Linked DNA regions of Mus musculus: all the other regions are linked to region 2. The links are chromatin contacts, called in public Hi-C, HiChIP or PLAC-seq and capture Hi-C maps. All regions are on one chromosome and are shown on one strand. Each heading gives the region's core, a stretch centred on a gene start, on an enhancer-like site or on the middle of the called end of the contact. The rest is flanking DNA. Distances are from core to core; before and after follow the strand shown.

What was found. Hi-C and Micro-C count contacts between places; a contact is called where the count stands out from the background. HiChIP or PLAC-seq counts read pairs in DNA pulled down with a chosen protein or histone mark. Capture Hi-C pulls out chosen DNA fragments and counts their contacts.
Region 1: a contact with region 2 is called in a capture Hi-C map of bone marrow-derived macrophages, with 13 times the contacts expected there. The contact joins two enhancer-like sites. A contact is called at or near these places in 4 of 15 datasets of contacts at CTCF or cohesin (the NIH/3T3 cell line, embryonic stem cells, large pre-B cells and 1 more), 8 of 484 Hi-C or Micro-C datasets (the Ba/F3 cell line, bone marrow-derived macrophages, cortical neurons and 2 more), 2 of 115 datasets of contacts at active chromatin or transcription factors (embryonic fibroblasts and large pre-B cells) and 2 of 9 other capture datasets (bone marrow-derived macrophages and embryonic stem cells).
Region 3: a contact with region 2 is called in a Hi-C map of liver, with 2.0 times the contacts expected there. The contact joins two enhancer-like sites. A contact is called at or near these places in 3 of 484 Hi-C or Micro-C datasets (bone marrow-derived macrophages, cortical neurons and liver), 1 of 115 datasets of contacts at active chromatin or transcription factors (large pre-B cells) and 1 of 9 other capture datasets (embryonic stem cells).
Region 4: a Hi-C map of liver shows a contact between it and region 2, with 6 times the contacts expected there. The contact joins two enhancer-like sites. A contact is called at or near these places in 3 of 484 Hi-C or Micro-C datasets (cortical neurons and liver), 2 of 115 datasets of contacts at active chromatin or transcription factors (kidney and large pre-B cells) and 1 of 9 other capture datasets (embryonic stem cells).
Region 5: a Hi-C map of liver shows a contact between it and region 2, with 2.7 times the contacts expected there. The contact joins two enhancer-like sites. A contact is called at or near these places in 1 of 15 datasets of contacts at CTCF or cohesin (large pre-B cells), 7 of 484 Hi-C or Micro-C datasets (embryonic stem cells, epidermal suprabasal cells, liver and 1 more) and 2 of 115 datasets of contacts at active chromatin or transcription factors (embryonic stem cells and large pre-B cells).
Region 6: a Hi-C map of the Ba/F3 cell line shows a contact between it and region 2, with 4 times the contacts expected there. The contact joins two enhancer-like sites.
Region 7: a contact with region 2 is called in an H3K4me3 HiChIP or PLAC-seq map of the 230-238 cell line, with 10 read pairs. The contact joins two enhancer-like sites. A contact is called at or near these places in 2 of 15 datasets of contacts at CTCF or cohesin (the NIH/3T3 cell line and large pre-B cells), 4 of 484 Hi-C or Micro-C datasets (the Ba/F3 cell line, the G1E-ER4 cell line, embryonic stem cells and 1 more) and 5 of 115 datasets of contacts at active chromatin or transcription factors (the 230-238 cell line, acute myeloid leukemia, embryonic fibroblasts and 2 more).

The regions. Positions count from the first base shown.
Region 1 is chr13:75,342,715-75,345,786 of GRCm38.p6, forward strand. No RefSeq gene overlaps it. Among named protein-coding and RNA genes, the nearest start is that of Pcsk1, 250 kb to the left of the region's middle. Within about 2 kb of position 1,432, at least 5 of the 459 cell types and tissues checked have an H3K27ac peak or open chromatin away from gene starts, as enhancers often do. A contact at or near this core is called in bone marrow-derived macrophages and liver, where this site is marked.
Region 2 is chr13:75,796,638-75,799,683 of GRCm38.p6, forward strand. No RefSeq gene overlaps it. Among named protein-coding and RNA genes, the nearest start is that of Glrx, 42 kb to the right of the region's middle. Within about 2 kb of position 1,309, at least 284 of the 459 cell types and tissues checked have an H3K27ac peak or open chromatin away from gene starts, as enhancers often do. A contact at or near this core is called in the 230-238 cell line, the Ba/F3 cell line, the G1E-ER4 cell line and 3 more, where this site is marked.
Region 3 is chr13:75,382,998-75,386,181 of GRCm38.p6, forward strand. No RefSeq gene overlaps it. Among named protein-coding and RNA genes, the nearest start is that of Mir682, 260 kb to the right of the region's middle. Within about 2 kb of position 1,829, at least 7 of the 459 cell types and tissues checked have an H3K27ac peak or open chromatin away from gene starts, as enhancers often do. A contact at or near this core is called in liver, where this site is marked.
Region 4 is chr13:75,438,007-75,441,148 of GRCm38.p6, forward strand. No RefSeq gene overlaps it. Among named protein-coding and RNA genes, the nearest start is that of Mir682, 210 kb to the right of the region's middle. Within about 2 kb of position 1,270, at least 4 of the 459 cell types and tissues checked have an H3K27ac peak or open chromatin away from gene starts, as enhancers often do. A contact at or near this core is called in liver, where this site is marked.
Region 5 is chr13:75,467,589-75,470,698 of GRCm38.p6, forward strand. No RefSeq gene overlaps it. Among named protein-coding and RNA genes, the nearest start is that of Mir682, 180 kb to the right of the region's middle. Within about 2 kb of position 1,348, at least 1 of the 459 cell types and tissues checked has an H3K27ac peak or open chromatin away from gene starts, as enhancers often do. A contact at or near this core is called in liver, where this site is marked.
Region 6 is chr13:76,303,488-76,306,273 of GRCm38.p6, forward strand. Gm31516 (a long non-coding RNA gene) reads left to right here. Exons shown (of 3, transcript XR_382668.1): 2 at 1,218-1,326. Among named protein-coding and RNA genes, the nearest start is that of Gm31516, 4.1 kb to the left of the region's middle. Within about 2 kb of position 1,349, at least 4 of the 459 cell types and tissues checked have an H3K27ac peak or open chromatin away from gene starts, as enhancers often do. A contact at or near this core is called in the Ba/F3 cell line, where this site is marked.
Region 7 is chr13:75,366,049-75,369,149 of GRCm38.p6, forward strand. No RefSeq gene overlaps it. Among named protein-coding and RNA genes, the nearest start is that of Mir682, 280 kb to the right of the region's middle. Within about 2 kb of position 1,268, at least 33 of the 459 cell types and tissues checked have an H3K27ac peak or open chromatin away from gene starts, as enhancers often do. A contact at or near this core is called in the 230-238 cell line, the G1E-ER4 cell line and embryonic fibroblasts, where this site is marked.

The DNA of each region.
Region 1 (3,072 bases), core at 182-2,681, 450 kb before region 2:
ACCTCCATAGAACGTACCCTTTTTTTAAAATCTTTTTATAAACACATAAGAGATTAAAAAGGAGTATCATTTAATAGGACATTTGAAAACAAAGGTTTAACAGAGATTTTAAAAAGACTATTGAAATCCAATCAAAGGAACTTCACAAGAAAAAAATTATTAAATATTACCACAGATATTTGAAACCCTGTTTTCCCTTTCAGCTTCCACATTTTATGAATAAGAAAAGTCTCCCAATTCAATTTTCCTGAGTGAAAACTGGGGCTCTGAGTACTGACCTATTTTTCCCTCCTTTCAAAACACTATAACCACATATAAAATGTTTACTATGAACAATTTAATGCAATAAACTATTCACTCAATAAATTTCAGACCCTGTGCAACAACAGAACCTACTCATTTTATAAAGCAGTCCACCACCAGAACTGCAGTGTTTACCAATGTAGGAAGGGAAGGGAACACTGTCTGACATTTACCTCTCCTGCTTCCCTCAAGCTTTGCTTTGTTTATACTGCTGCCATTGTCATGAAAATCCTATCTCCTTCCCAAGCTAAGCCATTAGCAGCAGTTATGTGTCTCAGGTTGTGATAAAACACCTTGACTAAACAACCTGAGGGCTTGATTTGGCTCACAGTTCCACTGTGCAGTTCATTGATAGTTCTGGTGATACCATTGCATCTGCAGTCAGAACACAGAATGAAGACTGTTCACGCCCCACTAGAGTTCTGTTTTATTTCATCTAGGCCCTCAGCTTGTGGATACTACTCACACTCGGGGTAGGTCTTCTCACTTAAATTAATATGATCTAAAGAACCCCTCACAGATATGCCGAGTCTTATCTCTTCAGTGATTCTAGGTTCTGTCAAGCTCACAGTCAATATTAATCATTACTCCATGGCATTGCAACACTAAACCAAGCAAGCTTGGGGACAGCCACACAATAGCCACGTGATGTCCTGATGTAAAACAGATTGAAGGATAAATGTGGAAAATGCCTTTTTGCAGCATCCCTTAAATAACGAACGAGAAGTGATTCTGAAAATGTTATTTGACTTGTGTTCATATTCGCTTGTCTCTATGGTATATGGGAATCATCAGCTGTGTTCCTTATAGAATTTTTGGAAGCTCATTCTGTAAAACTCTGAGGAGCCTTAACTTACCAGAGACCCCCTGAGTAAACAACTCAGCCAGGGATGGATGCAAAAGCAAGACAAATTTTATTGTTCCAGCATGCTGTGGTCATCCTGCACAGGAAGGAGAGAGAGAGAACAACCCCACTCAGCCCATTCAGCAAGTTTTTATAGTTTTCAGAGCAGCAACCATTAGGCACAACGTGATTGGCAGAACAGTGTGACTTTTAAACTGATTGGTTTAGGGAATGAGGTGGCAAGGACTTCACTTGTCTGTAGGTGGCCAACAGTCAGTCCACAATGTGTGTACACGCTCTGCCCTTACCCCCCCCCCCCCCATACACACAAGTGGCCAAAGATCAGTGCCCTCCACCCCCTGTTATCTGAGGAAGGTAATTACCCTTTCCCTTCTGGAGGGGAGGGGTACCTAAGTGCTACATGAACTTTCTCTTCCAGGAGAGGAGGCGTCTGGTGGAATTTTCCAAAGGTCCTGAACGGACTTCTTCAATTCACAAATAAATGATTTGATAGATCTTTTTTTAAAGCCTAATTGTATATCTTTTCAACCCTAGATTTTATGGTACAATAAAACGATTGTTTCAAAGCAAAGACAAGGAATCGAGTGAAGCTTTCATTATGCAAACGGAGTTGGTAAATCCAGAATAAAACTTAAATTTCTAAATAGTTTTTGAAGATTTAGTTCATGTATTTTGAGGTATTATTATTTGATTCTTAATTTTTTCTAAATATGAGACTTGGTTTATTTTTATTTCTGTGTAAATGTGTATGTACATGTACATGTGCATGTGTGAAAGTATGTTCATGTGTGCAAATGTCTAAAGATGCCAGAAGATGGCAATGAATTTCCTTTTGATGTAATTTTATCTACTTGTTCTTAAATGAACATGCTGGGTAAATTTGAAGTCATGGGCTATAATTAACTTTGTAAGCATGACATATAAAATTTGCTGAACATTATATTACTTAAAATAGCTACTTCTTCATTATTAAGAGGAACTCCAGAGGCAGGATGTTCTAGATTTGATATCATGGATGTTGTAGTCATGAATAAACCAATCTCGTTTTTCCTACTGTTTTCCCTTCTCAGTCCTGTGTCTTGCTACCTCATTGTTTCAAGATATCAACTAATCTTCATATTTCCATTCAAATATGTAAAAATCAGTGAAGAAAATAGATAGATAGATAGATAGATAGATAGATAGATAGATAGATAGATAGATTGGTAATTCTACCAAGCTCTACTTTTCCTTCTTAAGAGCGAGGAGATCCAGCAGACTTCCCATATAAATTCATCAAAACCTAGTTGTATAGCCACTTGAAAGTGACCTCTGGCGTACCCAGTTCTGTAAAGGGACACATACAAGGGAGGTGAGATGAGCTCTATGTGTTTGTCTCTCAACTATGAGCACTGTATCAATAGATCTCTCAGACAGCTGAAAGCTGATAGGTAATATTTGAAAATAAGAATTAGTGAAAACGTGATAAGCTAACTGATACTTTATTAGAAAAGTTTGTATATTGAGTCAAAGTTCCTCTGATGGCATATTTCCCCTCTAATAACAAAACAAGGTTCCTCCATCTATAATGTTTAATTTCTAAAGTGACCAGTTTCACCTCTCCCCTGAGTTGTCTAGTCATTGAGTCATTCAATTTAACTTTGATGAGGGGCCTTCTATTTCTGAGGTTTAGCCATGTGGTTGAAGGACATTGACTCTCAGACATTTTGCTAGTACCTCTCTGAGTTTACACTACACTAAATTTAAATCAGAAAAATAAAACATAAATGGCTAAGTAAATAATTCTACTAAAATTATCTTCCTTAAAAATTTCGAAGAATTAAAAAATGTACTGACTTTTTCCAACTGGCACTTTTATTTGTGAAATCTCATAATCCCATGTGAGATTACAATATACCTCTCCT
Region 2 (3,046 bases), core at 59-2,558:
TTCACTGTCTTATTTTCGTTAGCCTTAACAACATTCCCAAAGTATGAGATAGAAAATTCTAGAAATAAACCGTTCTTAAGTTGTGAGATGGTATACATGCCCATAGCGCTGAGTATGATGTAAGATGGTATACATGCCCTTAGCGCTGAGTATGATGCCATCTCATCCTTCCCATAGGGTCCAGTCTATTGTATGAGTCATCCAGGCCATTGCATCCACTGTATATGCCACTACCCACTAGTCAGAGGATGAAGTCCTTGACTGTGTTCAATTCACCCTAACTCAATTACAGACCACAATGTATAAGACAACAGGTACAAGTCAGGTACACCAAAGATGAGCTATAAAATGTATTAGACAGAGTCGGGCATGGTGGCACACGCCTTTCATCCCAGCGCTCGGGAAGCAGAGGCAGGTGGATTTCCGAGTTCAAGGCCAGCCTGGTCTACCCTGTCTCGAAAAACAAAACAAACAAACAAGCAAAAAATGTATAAGACAGGATAAAAGTCTCCACTAATAAAAGAATTATGTTGGAGCTGCTAAGATCTTCTAACAATAAAATAAAAAAAAAAAAAGGAAAAGAAGAAGTCTGAACTAACTTTCTATGGCTTCACAAACTACAAAAGATACAGCCACATATATGATAAGATATATATGTATATATATAGTAAAACGGTGTGTATAGAGTTTAATACCATCCAAGTTTCAGGCATTCTATGGAGGTTACTCTCCTGCCCTCCAGGCAAAAGCAGAGCAGTATGATATTTGAGACTAACCCACTTTTGAAGGGCTGAGAGATAACAATTTCATACTTCAGATCTGTGCTAAATGTTGCTGCGATGAGTGGGTGGTGAGATGTGCCTTTAATCCCAGCACTCAGGAAACAGAGGCGGGTGGACTGGATGTCAGACTGATCTACATAGCCAGTTCCAAGAAGGTAGGCTTACATACTGAGACCTTATCGCAAAGTAAACTTTTAAGAAGAGGAAAGAAATAGTACTTATGAAATACTCAAAAGCCTCCGGTAAGCACCAGAACAGTTGCTGACCTCGAAGTTCAAATAATAGCCCAAGCGGAGGAAGTGGAAATGGTGACCCTCGTTTACAGAAAGTGAATCAGTCACAGCCAGGTTCTGAAATTCCGCATGAACTCATGCTGCCTGAAAAAGCCAGGCATCAACGGTGAGCAACCATGATCTCCGGCCAGCTAGGCACTTTGCTTTCCATTGGGTGGTGACGGTCAGATCTCATTGCTTCTGACAAAGGCCCTCGTCAAACCCATGAGTCATGGTTTGCGTAAGCCACCGCTGCTCAGTGAGAGCAGACCCACTTCCTGACTGCACAGTAGTAACTCTGACTTCCTGACAGCCAAGGCAGACAGGTGCGACAGTGCGGCGTGCAGCGCCATCTGCTGGATAGTGTGGGATAAGCAGCAGCCTGGAGTGGATGGTCTCTGAATTCTGTGAGCTTTGAGACTGCTAGCAGCCAGGCCTGACTGCAAGGCCTGCCAGGAACACTAGCAGAAATACATACCCTCTATCCAAACCATTCCTCGAGGTCCTTTCCTTGTTATAGAATGTGGTGTGGCAAGCACATATGCACATGTGTATTCAAGGTGTATATGTGTTATGTAAAGGGTACAAGATTGTACATGATCTCTGAACAAATAGAAAAAGTGACCATCACTACCCTCATTGCTGGATTTGTACTAAATTTTACAATTAACAGAAACTCATAAATAATCCTATATAATCCCTCACCTTTCTGTATAAGCAGAAAGGAGTAAGGGGTATCAAATACTAGCTCTGCTAGTAGAATTACTCATGACTTAGCCATGAGTGAGACGGCAGCTAACAAGGCTCCTCCTTTCTTTACCAAAGTCTTTGCCCACATGCAAATAAAGACTGGCTGAGCAACTGTTAGGAAGAGGAAATGAAGCAAAACCCAGCCAGCTATGACAAGTCTGACATCAAGCCTCAACTATTTCTGAGGCTGGAAGTGGGTCTCAGAAAACTCTGGCCAGCAATAGGTTTAGGTTTTGGCCAGATGCTACAGAGAAGGTTTCTAACATGAGACAAAATATCTGTTGGAGGAGGAACTGGCCTAGGCATTCATGGACACACAGCATAGGACTAAAGAACTCTGGCCAGGTCTCTTGCTTCCTACAGTTTCCCAGCCGTTGGTGCTCTGCCAGCCTCTGAACTACAGCAGATGTTGCTTCTTGCTTAAACGCTAACTGACTCATTCCCTCTAGACCATAAAGGTAACCAGCTCATCTGACCCCCAAATATAGAGGGATGATTGGAAGATGGTAGGTTTGTTTGTTTGTTGGGTTTTTTTGGTTTGGGTTTTTTTTTTTTTTGGCTTTGTTTTCAACTAGAATGTCAGACTGAGGAACGCCTGGAACAAATAGTTCTGGGTTAGAGGTCAGGGGACTGGCTGGACTCTAGGGCAAAAGCAAACAAGGCTTTTCACAGTGGCTTGCAGGGATATGGTGACAAACCTGCCTCCAGTGGACAGACAAGGAACACTGCTGGCTGGGCTCGACCTTAGGCAGCTGGAGCAGGCCAGGAAAACGTGTTATAGATTCTGCCTCTGCCCCTGTCACATGGAAGTACACAGCATAGGTAACAAGCCAGATGAGGCTGGATCGGCCTTGAGTGCCACAGATGGACCTCTTTTTTGGGTCTCCTATCTGCGAGGAACGGGTCTCTGGTTGCAGGTGGGCGAAGGAGTGGGGTGACAAACAGACACGACACGAGAGAGTATGTTGAATCTGAGTATAATGTCCAAACGAAAAACAGACTTTTTTATACAGAAGAAAAAACAAGAAAAGCCAGGCAGGACATATCTGCTGAATTACAGTGACACAAAACAAAAGGAATCTATACATCAAAAGATGGCGGGGACCAGGCCGCTGTTTACCACTTAGAATGGAGCCAGGTGTAATGCCAGTCTATTGTTAAGCCCACCACTAGGGGTTCTTAGTAAAAACTTGATTATGCTGTTCCTTTGGGCCTAGTGAAGAAACTGGTCCCAGGGGGATT
Region 3 (3,184 bases), core at 579-3,078, 410 kb before region 2:
ACCCATAATCTCTGACCAACATGACTACCTAAACGTGAGCTGAACAAGAACAATAACATAGACAAGTTAATGTGGATGGGAGAAAGTCCATGAGACCTCACAAAGAATTACGGTCAACTAAGGAATGCAATGACTGGGAGAAATTGTCCTCCCCAGGGAAGAGCATATTAATTAGTTGTCCAATACCAAATAGCCATCCCTGAAAATATGCACGCAAGTAAATGATATACAGAGCAAATTGTATTTACATATGCATAAACATATATGCATGTAAGAACAATTAACAAAAAAGAGGCTATGGATTTGAAAGGTATCAGGAAGGATATATAGGAGAAATGTAAGGGGAATGTAAGGCTGGTTTTGTGTGTCAACTTGACACAGGCTGGAGTTATCACAGAGAAAGGAGCTTCAGTTGAGAAAATGCCTCCATGAGATCCAGCTGTAAAGCATTTTCTCAATTAGTGATCAAGTGGGGAGGTCCCCTTATGGGTGGTGCCATCCCTGGGCTGGTAGTCTTGGGTTCTGTAAGAGAGCAGGCTGAGCAAGCTAGGGGAAGCAAGCCAGTAAGTAACATCCCTCCATGGCCTCTGCATCAGCTCCTGCTTCCTGACCTGCTTGAGTTCCAGTCCTGACTTCCTTTGGTATTGAACAGCAATGTGGAAGTGTAAGCTGAATAAACCCTTACCTCCCCAACTTGCTTCTTGGTCATGCTGTTTGTGCAGGAATAGAAACCCTGACTAAGACAGGGAATGATATAATTATGTTAGAATCTCAAAAATAAAAGGAGTAATTAAAGAGAAAAATCTTGTCAAATGACATTTTTTGTTTAAAAAAGATTCAAACTAAAGCTCATATTTTAAGATATTTAAAATTTTTAGTCTTTAGACCAATAAGCTCTTTTATTCTATCAGAGATAATTATAAAAATGTCTTTACAGTGAAATCCACTAATATTTTTTCCTGACTCAAAATATTTGGATAGCTGCCTGCTACTCTCTGGAATGCTGTGCCTTTTGATGCTCTTTTAATTATGACATGACTTTGCAAAGCCACAAGTAGATGTGGATCTGCCTCAAGCTCCTTGAAGTTTGTGGTATTTTTAGTCCAAAAAAAAGCTTTCCTTTAATATGTTGAACTTGAGGCTTCCCTGAGACTGCGACTTCTATGTTGTGGATGCCAACAACCCCTTTTAAAGAGTCGTGGAAATTGAGCCACAGAAGAGCTGAGCAGTTTCCCTCATCCACAGGGTTCATAAGTGATGAAAGGGGGTTTTGATGTCAGAGTAGAGCAGTCTTGACACATACTATTAGAGGTGTAAGAGGAAAGTACCTGTTTAGCTTCTAACAATCAATAGAGTTGGTGCTGAATGACTTCCTGTGTATCTTACAGCTTCTATGGCATGACTCTCAGAGAGCAGGCATGAGAAGGAATACTTGTCTGTGCATTTATCCTATCGTATTATTGAATACTTGGGATGGTCTCTAAGTATAAAGACTTCCAACTGTCACTTTTTTTCTTGATAAGTACAGCACATAGAAATGTGTTCCAGTCTCCCAGGTTCCTTTTCCGTTAACTCAAATGGTGGTGACCTGGACTCCACCATGTGCTGACTTTGAATTCCCCAGCCTGAACAACGGTCAGTTTGATGAGATAGGAAGTAGACTCTCCCGTGGAGAGGGGTACTGGTTTCTTTCTTAATCATTCTGGAGGGGTATTTGACACCCCATGACATTCTCTCCAATAGAATAACTGGAAAGGAGGTGGCAGTTAAGACTAAAAGCTGTCGTTTGGAGCACAGGTATGGGAGGTCTATGAATGTACAGCCTTGTGCTATGATTGCAGAACAGCCTAGTACCCATGACTACCACACTGGCACTCAGCTACAACCCACAAAGCTTATTGTTTTATTTTAAACTTTGTGTTTCATAAACATGTCAAGGACTGTAGTGGCTTCATTTGTTATCATAATTAGTAGTAATAGTAACATTAATTAAAGTTTAAACTCCTTTCTAAAGGGATTATTACATTTAAAAAGAAGTTATTGAACAAGGAAGGAAAAGTCTGCCAAACAGCCAAGCCTGGGAAGAGTAAAGTTCACTGAATGCTCAAACAAAGGGAGAAATAACAGCACTCACATTTTCCCAGTAAGATTATGTAACCTGTGCTGAAAGTTCAGTCTACTGTAGGTGGAGATGATGACACTACTTCGTTTGTGCTCCACTAGGATGTTAAGGTTAAAATAGGCATTGTCTAAAAATAACTACCAAAGAAACAGTTCTATTTCTTTTCACCAAAAGCCACAATTCTAAATATTTTTAAAGAATCCTAATGTTTTCATTTACTGTTTTTTGTTTGTTTTATTTGTTTTGTTTTTCTGAGACATAGTCTCATTGTATAGCCTAGACTATTTACATATCTCTGTTCCCCAGGGTCTAGGACTACAAGTACATGCCACCATGCTTGACTTAGTTTTTTATTTCCTTATTATATCATGTGAGTCCTTAAGTCTCATTTTGGAAATAAAGTACAAGATAGATTTTTAAATAGAAACCAACATTCCAAAATATACACAATATTTAATGGGAGGTTTCCTTTTATCTAAAGCATTGATCCACTTAATATTATAACTAACTTGGGGAAAAAACATTATTTGAAGATATGTTCACTTATATTTGCTTCAGTGTAATTAGATGAGTCTCTCTTATCAGTTTGCCAGAAGAAAAGGGAAGACATTCTACTCTTATTAAAGAGGTACATATGCTGCAATTTATTCTTTTTAAAAAGCTTTCCTAGGATTTGTCCATTTTTATGTGTTTCACCTAGATGAATCCGTACAACTCATGCTTGCAGAAGCTGTAGAGACCAGAAGTAATTATTAGATTTCATGGAACAGGAGATAGATATGGTTATGAGCCACATTTTGTTCTTTGGGATCGAACCTGCGTCCTCTGGAAGAACAGCCAATGCTGTTAACACCCGAGTCCCCTCTCTAGACTGCAAATTTTTTTTCTTTATATTTGTCACAGCACAAGAGCCAAGCATAGAAGTTCTTTAACTTCAGACACAAATAGCAAATTCTTTCTGAAGAACAGAAGATCTATATTCAATATTATGAGTGGAAAACTATATATCGATCTTTAAATATAAAGGTGCTATCTCTCTCTCCCCTCCACTCTTGCTTATGA
Region 4 (3,142 bases), core at 20-2,519, 360 kb before region 2:
ATTAAAGTGTAAGTTTGAAGTACATATTTTGTAAGTTTACAACATACCCTCCTAAAATAGTTTATAGTATGTGCTTGAGCTTAAAACAAACATGCAATGTGTATGTATCTACCCAGAATGTTTAAAAAAGGATGTGAAATTGCTGAATAAATAGCAGAACAAAGCATTCACTTCAAGGTGTAAAGGGAGCACATGTTTTATTATGTTGCTTTACACAATTAAGCATTTCTTAAGTTACTTAATAAATAATTATTTTTGTAATTTATGATAGGGAAAGGGGATCATTTTAAGGACAATTATATGCTCTTCAGAAACACACCACTCATTTTGATGATGTCACTCTCAGGAAGGGACCCAGGAACCGGTTCTTACTCATGGCTCCTAGTACCCTAATGCCTTGGTCTTCCCTGCTTGTTTGGCTTTTAAAGAGGTCACCTCAGGACCTTTGAAAAATTCCACCAGCCCCCCCCCCCAACACAAAGAACCCCTCCCCTCCTGGAAGAGAGAAGTCATGAGGCACATAGGCACCCCTCCCTTCTGGAAGGGAGGGGCTGATTACATTCCTCAGAAAGACAAGGGGAACTGACCATTGGCCACCTGCAAATAAGGGAAGCCCTTGCTACCTCATTCCCTAAGGACTAATTAGTTTAAAAGTCACACTGTTCTGCCTATCACATTGTGCTTAGTAGCTGTTTCTCTTTTCTACCCCTGAAAAATGATAAAAACTGGCCAAACCAGCTGCCCGGGGTCTGCTCCACTCTTTTGGATGCAGGACAACCCCAGCACTCTGGAACAATAAAGTCCCCTTGCTTTTGCATTGATCTTTGGTTCCACATGGTTCATTTTGGGGGAAGGTGGGGTCCCCAGGAGCTACAGTTGGTGCATTGGCCAGGAATTGACCCCATGTGGGTGACACACCTGAGAGTGGTGAATAGGAGGAACGGCTCAATCAAATATCTCGATTCTCGTCTGTCTTGCTGTTTGTCAAAGTCTGAGTTTGTAAGTCTATTTGAACTTTCAGTTTGCTTGCAAGTGGCAGGGTGGTGATGGTGGAGAGACTACGGTGTCTGGTGTGGTCAAATGTGGCAGGCAGACGTGCCTTAATATCATGACCACAGGGAGTCTGGAGGGTGCTTCAGGCCCACCCTGACCCCCAGAAGGAGTCAAGAGGACGCTGCTCCTTTTGGAAACAGCAAGACAGTACTGGCAGGAGCTAAGTCTTGCTATATCCTGGTTTCAGTGTCAGTAGAAGGGACAAACTGTCTGTAACTGCCTGTGGAAGGGGCGAACTGTGTTTTGATTGTCTTTCTCTGTGTTTATTAGTGTTGGTTATCTCATTCTGTGTTCTTGGACTTTGACTGATGACATTTTTGGACATTGGACATTAAACATCCTAGTTAACCATTGGAGGAGAAAACTTGTAAGTAGTAGTAAAGAAGGGAAAGTTTAGTTATTCTCTGCTTCACCAAATGGCCCACCTTCAGAGTAGACTGGCCACCCATAGGGACCTTGGACTTGCAGGTGATCATAGCAGTAGAAGAAAGAGTCTTTAGGCCAGGATCCCTCAGGCACTCAGACCAAGTGCCCTATATAGTTACCTGGAAGAATCTAGTGGAGGGCTCCCCCACCCCCATGGATAAAAGCCTTTCTTTCCCCAAGACCTACCTCTCAGGTTCTGGCCATCAGGAAAAAGGAAGCACGGGAGGAGGAATCCAGACCTGACAAGTTGATCCTCCAAGACCCTTCAACAGTGGACCTGTTGCTCCTCCTCCATATCCCCCTATCCTTGTCCCCATGGTCCTGCCAGTGCCAGCACTGGCTCCAGGATCCTTAGCCCATACAGAACCAGAGCCATTATATCTCCCTTTACCAGAGGGAGGAGCAGGAGGAGACCCCCAACTTCCGGGCCCCACTATGGGGACCCAGAGTCTGAGAGCCACCTACCCTGATACCATGATGGCTCTCCAGCTGAGGGCATAAGGACCTCTAGAAAAGGGCAACGAGGCAATTCAATATTGGCCCTTCTCTTTAGCCGACTTGTACAAATGCAAGGCCCAACCCCCCCTCCCCCGCCCCCAGATAAGGGCTGATTAATCTCTTTGAGACTGCTTTATTTATTCATCAGCCCTCCTGGGATGATATCCAACAACTCATGAGAGTGTTCTTCATGACTAAAGAGTGAATGAGAATAATGCAAGAAGCCAGAAAGAATGCACCTTTGGACACGGGGGTACCATCGATTGAGCAGGCTGTTGTTGACAGTGTGTTTCCATTGACTAGACCTGACTGGGACTTTAATTTGGCAGAAGGTAAGGAACACATGAAGGTCTACTACCAGACTCCATTGGCAGGTGCATGACGATCCACAAATTTGACCAAGGTACGTGAGGTTAAGCAGGGACTAGATGAGCTGCCGACAGCCTTTCTAGAGTGGATCATAGAGGCAATCCACCAGTATACACCCTATGATCCCAGCAGCAGGGAACAGAAAGCTACTGTGAGTGTGGCTTTTATAGACCAATCTAGTAGACTATCAGGAAAAATCTTCAGAGGTTAGAGGGACTACAGGATAAGTCGTTGAGGGGATACCCATCCCATCCCTAGGTCTACTGTTCTTTGCAGTGCAGGTTGTTGAGAAAAGTCTACCATAACAGGGAGACAGAGGAGGAAGAAAAGCAAAGAAAGAGAAAGTAAGAAGATGAAAGGAAGATTAAAGAAAAAGAAAAGCAACAGGGAAGGAATTTACACAGAATCTTGGCTACAGTAGTTAGGGAAAAAAGAGAAGACAGACTCCAGACAAAGAGAGACAGAAAACCCCTTGAAAAAGACCAGTGTGCATACTGCAAGGAGAGGAGCCACTGAGCCAGAGAGTGCCCTAATACATGGAAGCTGGGGGTAAGAAATTCCCGGCCTTGGGAAAGGCCCCCCAAATGGCAAAGGTGTTAGCCCTGGAGGAAGACAGACTAGGGAGGACAGTATTCGGAACCCCTCCCCGAACTCAGGGTTACTCTGAGAGTGGAGGGAAAACCCACTTGATTCTTGGTGGACAAGGGACTCAACACTTGGTCTTCCTTCAAGCCAATGGCCCCATTTCCAAGAAAAGAATCTTGGGTTTAAGGAGTCAATGGCACCAAAATATATT
Region 5 (3,110 bases), core at 98-2,597, 330 kb before region 2:
CTGGGTGCATTCTGCCCCTTGGACTTTTCTGTTTCACCTTGGTGTATGGAGGGGATATACAGTTCTTTCATAATAAGCCCTGTATGCCTGCCTTTGCAATGTCTCCAATTTCCTTCCTTCTTTTCTTTCTTTCTTTCTTTCTTTCTTTCTTTCTTTCTTTCTTTCTTTCTTTCTTTCTTTCTTTCTTCCTGTCATTACATATATATATATACATACATATATATACATACACATATATATACACATTCCATCTCTCTTAACACATTCTTGAACACTGAGAGTTGGCTAAAGCAACCAGGTACTGCTTCCTGTGCAACTCAGAGCATGTTTGCACAAACATATACATGATGACATTTTGCCTCTCGGTTTCTTAGTATTCCTTGGCCCACATTTACTTGTTTTTCCTTGATGAGTGGCCCAGTACCCATTCAGTTCTCACATACCCCAGCACTGTCTCTGAAGAAACCGATGTAGTTCAGTGTCTGTTAGAGTTAAGACTGCTATCTCTTTCTCTTTCTTTCAATAAACTTTTGCACTGGTCACTTATACATAACTTTACGATATAAACTGGGTAGAAATGTCAATTCTTCTTCACTTCTTCCACTAAGAAACAAGGTCTTCCCTGGGCTCCCTTGAATATAATCTGGGCCTGGAACTACTTTGACTAATAGAATATGGGACAAAAAGGTGAAGGAAAAGGGACACTATGACTTCCCTCAGCTTCACTTTTAAGAAAACCGACAGTGTCTGTATTCTGCATTTTGAAATCCAGTCACAATGTGTGAGAAAACCTAAGTTATCATAAAGGAGGGCATAGATCATGGCTAGGAGAAATTGTAGTCTCCTGGCTGACAGCCTTAGCTGACCTGACAGTTGGCATCCAGTATTTACTGTCTACCATACAAGTGTGCAATCTTGACTGCCCTGGCCCACTGGGACTCCAAGGTCACTGAAGCCCCCATGACGTCATGTGAAGCAGAACAACCCAATGGAACCCAGTCAGCTCACAAAATTAGCAAATATATATATTAAAATGGTTGTCACTTTATGCTAAATTTGAAAAGAAAAGGAAGGATATGAAGTGATAAAAAAAAAAATCAAAGCATTCAACTTTCACTGCCTTTAAAAAATGTTATCAAAGTGAGATTTTAGTATGTTGTATTTACCAAAATTTTCTGCCTTTTTTTTTTACCATGGCATTTTCCGAGCATTTCCCTATGCTTCAATAACTAGAAGTTGATTCTTCACCCTAACACTAGACACTTGTAATTGTAAATGGGTTTCAGATGGGTGCCTGAGTATCTCCTACAACAATCCAGGGTATAGAGAAAGAAGAAAAGTAAAAGGCAAAGGTCCATAGTTCTCTCTGTAGATTTCAATAGACTTTAATTGAGGGAGGAGTCAGACTTTGTACCCTAAATAAAAATGTTCCTTTCCAAATCAAACAAGATTTGACAGTTATCAGAAAATGGAAGCTGCAAAGGAATGATCCTAGTTTCAAGTTTCCTTTTGAAAAGCACACATTTGCACATATTTTAAGTGACTGTATCTACTAACTATCCATGTTGAAGGATAGGGAACTACTAGGAAAGTGCCATGGTAAAAAAGACACCAAAAAAGGCAGAAAATTTTGGTAGAAACAACATGAACAGACTAACTTTCAGAGATCTCCAGCAGAAATGAGAGAAAAATTATTTAAAGCAAACCCTCAAAAGATAAGGATTTGAGATGTAAGTCTATATACAGAGGATACAGCAAGCAAAAGACCAGTCTTACTAATATTCTATACCCCAGAAACATGGCCTCTGGGCAGTCAGATTTAAAGGGTGGGTGACATGTCTTTGTCTCTTCATCTCCAGAATCTAACTTAGTGCATGGTATAGAAAAAGCATCTAGTCTGTGGTTATAAATGAACAAACAAATGAGGGTCTTGGTGAAGGAAGAAGGGGCTAATGGTAAAATGTACAAAAGAATTTTCAAATTCCTACAGGAACAGACATCACTCAAGCAACTTGGATACAGGCCTTAATTTGTACTCCTACAGGCAATTCAAGCTCTGGGAGAGGAGAAGCAAGGGATTCAATAACTTAAAGAACTCCATTTTCTAAAGAGAGAAACGGGTTGTGGGGTTGAGAGAGTGGAGGGGATCTGGGAGGAGTTGGAAGAGGGTAAACCTTCATCAGAATATATGGTGTGAAAAATTATTTTCAATTTTTAACATTTATTTTAAGGTAGAGGGTAGAGCTCTGACAAAAGAACAAAGCCTCACACTCCTTCCTGGACAGTTATCACGTCTTTTGATAAATAGACCAAGTCTATGGGAGAGTCATCTGGTATATCAAGTTTTTCATATAGCATCCTCTTTACACTTGAAATTTTAATATATCAAAATTCTTGAAAACTCTCCAACTTTAAAACTTTTACCAAATGAAGTGAATACATGCTAAGAGTCATGTTTGATATTTATGGACTTATTAGCTCAAGAGATTGCTCAATAGACAAAAGCATTTATCACCCTTACAGAAGATCTGCATCTAGTTCCCAGCACCTATATCATGTGGCTCTAGTTCCAGGCAATCCAGTACCCTTTGACCTCTGAGGGTACCTGAACATACATCAATTCACAAAAACACACATATTTACATGCAAATAAAACATTAATATTCTAAATGCAATTACTATTTTATTATTTCCTTTTCTTTTCATCAGTCTCACAAATGGGAATTACTTAAGTCACTAATCATTTTCTTGCCACAGTCTTCAAAGACCAACCTATCAAATATATATGTACTAATAAATGTTTTCCACTATGTCTGATTATCTAATTGTGCCTCATAACTTAATAATGTTTTTATGAAATACATAAAACTAGAAGGAGAGTAATAACTGAAAATTAAACAATAATATGTCAGACTTTTTTAACATCATCCAAGTAAGGGTCTCTTAATCACCTTGATATAAATATATATATATATATATATATATATATGTGTGTGTGTGTGTGTGTGTGTGTGTGTGTGTGTGTATGTATATGTATATGCCGTGTTTTATAACACATAAAATCATAGTAAACATTTGTAGTTATAAGGAGACTTTTATCACTAGGATGG
Region 6 (2,786 bases), core at 99-2,598, 510 kb after region 2:
AAAAGGCTGAATGGGGAGCTAGACTTTTGAAAATGGTAGCTAGAAGGGGACAACTAGAAGTGATGAGTTTGGTCATGATGAGCTGGCTAGCTGGAGAGCAAAAACAAAAGCAGGGACCAGCTGTCTTGTGGACGAGATCTGGGTGTTCACATGGCCCTGTGTTTGGGAGTGTCATCTGCTTTAGATGAAACTCTGATATCCTCATTTTGGAATTCTTTTTTAAATAGCTTTTGAGAATTTCATACATCAGTGTTTTGTATACGACATTTCCACCCATTTCAGTACCTCCCAACTAACTCACAAATTCACAAAATTCTCACAAATTCACAAATTCTTTAATTATTTTTGACACACACACACACACACACACACACACACACACACACACACACACACACACACACACACACTGTTGAGTCCACTTACCATTTGGGATTTGATAACCTATGGGGTCTTGTGAAACTGATTCTCACTTGTAGCTATTCATATATAGGTTGGGTCTTGTGAAAATCTTCCGCCCATGTTGGCATGATGACTGTGTTTGACTGATGTTATCATTAGACAGGTCTTGTTTAGGCAACCACATCATTGAAATTGAAATGTGTGAAGCCTCCCTGTCACATCTAGAAACCACTATCTGCAGCAGACACTCTGGTCCTTCGGCTCTTGGATCTTTCCTCTGAGCAAGAATATCTGTATTTTGACTTTCTTTCAATCTTTACAATGTATGTAGCCAGTGGGGCAAAGGCATTCCAATTAGAGAAAACAGCAGGTGCTCAGGAGCTTGGAAAGAATTGAAAGGCAGCCAAGAAAGGGGAGACCAAAGATTGAGGAGTAGATTGGTGAGAGGTGAAATCAGAAAGACAGAGACTTTAGCACATGTGCCAGTAGCTCGCTAATGTTGCCATACACTCAGGTGATCCCTTTGACATAAGACCAGTCCATGGGCAGATTCTCTGGGGAGGGCTTTCTGATAATCATCAATGCACTAATGGCAAAGCCTTGGGTCAGGTCAAGAAGACTTATGAAGCAGTTGGAAGACCTCTAGCTCACTGTTGTCTTCCTGTTGATGCTGTCAGGAAACAGATTGCCCTAACAGTAGAGACATGGGACTAGTTCTGACATGACTCCAGGCTCATTATTAAAGGTTGAGGAAAGTGTGCTCATCAATAAAAGAGATCTACAAATAAAAGGAATCTGTTACTATTTCTACACAGATGCTTCAAAATAACGTCTCAAGTTTCATGATCTTCCTTTGAAGAAAACCTGGCATTTTCAGAGAGCATCTTACGTGAAGAGTCGATTTATAAAGCTTGACAGCTGCTGGTAGGTTGTGAATAGGAAATATCGCCATCAAGTGGTGAATATCTGAAATCGTTTGTGATGTTTTACAGTCTGAAAGGAAGCTTCAGAGCTTCTGGTTGCCATGTCAGGAACAGAAATCTAGTGGCGATTCCTATAAATTTAGGGGAAGGAGAATTAGTAGAAGTTTTATTTCCAACCTAGGAATCTAGGAGAAAAAACATAGAAGTAAGAAGGTCAAGTTGGTATCTGTTAAGTGCTTTCAAGATTGTATAAAATTCTGGGGACGGGGGTGAGGGGTATGGGGTGAGGGGTGAGGGGTGAGGGGTATGGGGTGAGGGGTGTGGGGTGAGGGGTGTGGGGTGTGGGGTGTGGGGTGAGGGGTGTGGGGTGTGGGGTGAGGGGTGTGGGGTGAGGGGTGTGGGGTGTGGGGTGAGGGGTGTGGGGTGAGGGGTGAGGGGTGAGGGGTGAGGGGTGAGGGGTGAGGGGTGGGGGTGGGGTGTGGGTGTAGGGGGTGTCTCACCAGTGAGGACATTAGGGTTGCCTTTCCTCCTGAACTCTCTGTTCTTAGGCAGCAGACACTGGGTGGTTGTTGGGAGGAGCGGGTAGAAGACAAGTCTCCTGGGTTGTTGCCCTTTGATCTGCCCTCCATACCTGCCAGATTGCCTTAAGGACATAGAGTTATGTTGCCGGTAGTTGTGTAGACTACCTGCTAATTTAAATGAATAATAAAAATGAAAACTTTCATTCAGTTTACATTTATTATTTTACTTAGTGCTCAAAACACATAAGTAGTTATACCTCTTTCTACCCTGGCGAAAGGTGAAGCTGGAGAAATTCTTTAGTTCACTAAGAATTGAGGTCTGAGCCCTCAATGAATGGGGCCCTGGAACTTACACATTAGTCGTCTTGAAGTTAGAGACCCTCCCTAGGACTACTGTGCTCCTTGCTAAGGGATCCCCTCTTCCTTTCTGCCATGGAACTGTATCAGAGCTGCAAACACAGTCAACATTCTGCCCTCTTCAGGTTGGCTTGTTCCCAGTGGCCCCATGCTTTTAGGAAGCAGATGGAGCCCATGCTAGCATCCTGCTGAGCTCAAAAGACACAGTAAAGTAATGTTCTCTCAGTCTTTCTTCATGACATTCTGTTAGACCGTTTGAAATATGATTAAAATCAGTCATCAAGAAGCAAAGACTAGTACAGCTTTGTTAAATGGATATGAGACTCATGGTTATGTTGAAATCAAGATTGGTTTCTGTGTTTTCCAAAAATTGTAGCCAGTTCTTTACAATGGGTTTTACTTTAAATACCAGATGGCTGCAAATAGCCAGCCAGATTTGCTCAGGCATAATGGATTTCTTGGCAATAACATGGGTATTTAGGGAAGTGTGTTAACTCTTCTCATCACTGGAGTGGAAGTTGATGCTTTCAATATGTTAAGTGTCACAATGGATCTCTAGAGTTTTCCCAGAGTTAATGATCAT
Region 7 (3,101 bases), core at 18-2,517, 430 kb before region 2:
AGACCTCTTAAAACAATGCCACCCCAAATTTACATCCCAGACAGATTATAGGCCTTACACAAGAATAATTGTCCATATTATCTCATTCTTTACATCATCAAAATAGTAGTGGCTTGAGATAATAATTTGGTATTTTTTAGAGAATGTGCATGTCAAATTGTAAAGAATTGTTCTCATTGTCCTCAGTTTCTACCTGTTCAATATAATTGTGTTAATTCTTGAGGACTTATACTTAATCAATTATTGCAAATGAATACTCATATTTCTGATTTTTAAAAAGTAAAATATGCACATGTGACTATTGATACCTTTTCAGGCTTTCTAGTTGCAACTGCTCTAACAAGAGAAGCAACTAAAAGTGTAATTAGTCATGGCCTATCTTAATATTTTTTGTATTCTTGGTGTTCCAAATTAGATTAAAACAGATATTGGAACTGGCTATTAAAGTCAAATATTTGAGATGTTTTGTGAACAATTTAATGTTACCCATGTTACTGAGATTTTTTTATATTTCTCAAGGACAGGGTATTGTGGAACTTTAAAATTATATCTTCTTTAAAAACAATAAAGGGGGAAATTATATCCCCATGTACATTATTTAAATCACACTTTTTATTTTTTTAAATTTTAAAATATTGGATGCCAAAGAACTCCTTGTTAAGTGCCTTACAGTATCTTAACACTAGGCATACTCATGCCTAGGTGAGATGGAGGATCCACTTATTGGTATATGGCATGATCCTGATCATATATTTAATATGGGGAAGAGGGCACATTTGTGTTTTTTTCCATAGAATGCTGTAGGAGCATGGCAGTTGCCAGAATGATTCGTGTGACAGACTGATCTGTGAGCTTGCTTAGTGCCCTGACAATGGTGATAAGAAAGCTGTATTGGGTTTGGGTTCTTGACCCACCTTTGCTTGGCTTTGTCCCAGATTAGACAAGCTAAGCTGCCTTGCTTCAAGCTTTTTAACCTGTGGGACAGAGAACATAAGTGACTGTGGAAACCGACTTCGAAAAATTAATCAAAAGGAGGAGTGTAGAATCCAAAATAAATTCAAGACCACCTAGCCCCTTCCCCCTCTGAAGGGACTTTCCAAACTATATAGTTTTACCAAGTCTACAGCTGCCAAAACAAGATTAGCTGTTCTTGGAAAAATAACCATAACAAAAATAACAGTTCTCAGAAAAATTCTTCTGCCCTGCCTCACACTAAATTCCAAGAAAAACCACAAGGGCAGGCAGAGTGAGTCACTAGGCCAAAGGTAGTCACCCTATGAGAACCAACCAATGCCTGAAAGGGTTACTTGCTGCACCATTAGAGAAAGCCAGCTAGCCCTGTTGCCTAAATCTGCCCCTTACAATGAATAAAAAGTGTGTTCTTTCTTTGTTTGGGGTCTCTCTTCTTGCCTGCATACTGAGGGGGGTCCCCAACACATTGGATCAATAAAAAAACCTCTTGCAGTTTGCAGCAATGTCGATCTCTGTGGTCTTTGTTAGTGAGGGTCTTTTGGCGGACTCCAACAGGAATTATAATGACTCTTCTCTTTCCTTTAATGTGACCAGTTATTCTGACTCAATCATGGACTGCTCTAGTAATAAATCCAATATTAGAGAGTCCTATTATGAAGATAGCTAAAAACCTTTTAGCCAGCAGAGTTAACTTGGAGCATAACCTATTTACATGAGAAGTAACAGCTTTTCTGTTGATTCTCAAAGTCACCTGCCCCACACAAGGAGGCCAGAGTTTGGGCTTTATCATTGCTAATTTGCAACTGAATAGAGTACCTGGACTTATGGACAGACAAACTTAATCATGTTGCTTTCAACTTTGGGTTTGCATTTCAAGCAGGTCGGTTACCTCCATGCAGGATCACCTTCAGCAAGTGCAGATGGCAGAAATTCAGCTATATGAAGAGATGCATTGAGTGTATATTGTGGCTTTCCTCTGATTGGGAAAAGGGTGTGCAATGAGGGCCAGCAGCCAAGGATGGGCCACTGTATCTATGGCTTATTTCAATCTAAGACAGAGGCATGTGCCAAGAAGCAAAAGCAAGAAGTTTGTTCATAATAACACCAAAGAGCCGTGTTTGTGCAAATAAATACATATAAGCTGCATGTATTCTCCAGGACAGATAAGAATAAGTCCAATAGATTCAGTCCTAAGAGAGGCACAGGCACAAGCCACCATAATTCCCAGGCAGGACCATGGAGCCTATACCCCAGTCCAGCTAATTTTTTATTAAATAACTAGAGAGGAATTATAGCCTCCCCTAGCCTTGAGCAGGCTGGCGCAGACCTGTTCTGCCACTGTCAGCTAGCCCACCTAGGGTAGCGTCCTCAGACCTAGATAGGTCTATTGTTCTGTCATAACTGCGGTTTTCTGCAAGACAACGCTACCTGCTACCCGCTGAGAGGCTGAACCTGTCTTCCTGAGGCAATCCTGAATAAGCAACAGCCTGGTAACAGAGTGAAGAGAGCCTGGTGACAAGGTGACAAAGCATTGAGAGCCTGGCATGGTGGGGGATGGGCTCAGACTCTCTCTTTTTTTTTTTTTTTTTAGAAGGCAGCTGTTTAATCACCTCCTTGGATACACTCAAGGATAACTCACACTTGGCAGCCACATAGAGTGGCTGGAAACAAGGGGCCTTGATCAGTATCTTTGTCTTGGTTTCCTATTTCTCTCGCTGTCTCTTTCCCATACAGCCCCAGCCTCCCTTTCAGGAACCCCGTTTGTGTAGCTGTGGGCAACTAAACCAATGGATGGTTTTAGCTCCTTTGTCAAAGATCAGGTGACCATAGGTGTAGGGGGTCATTTCTGGGTCTTCAATTCTATTCCATTGATCTATCTGTCACTGTACCAATACCATATAGTTTTTATCACAATTGCTCTGTAGTACAGCTTGAGGTTGGGGATGGTGATTCAACCCGAGGTTCTTTTATTGTTGAGAATACTTTTTGCTATTCTAGGTTTTTCGTTATTCCAGATGAATTTGCAAATTGCCTTTTCTAACTCTGTGAAGAATTGAGTTGGAATTTTGATGGGGATTGCATTGAATCTGTAGATTGCTTTGGTAGGATAGCCATTGCTCCAATTGCTC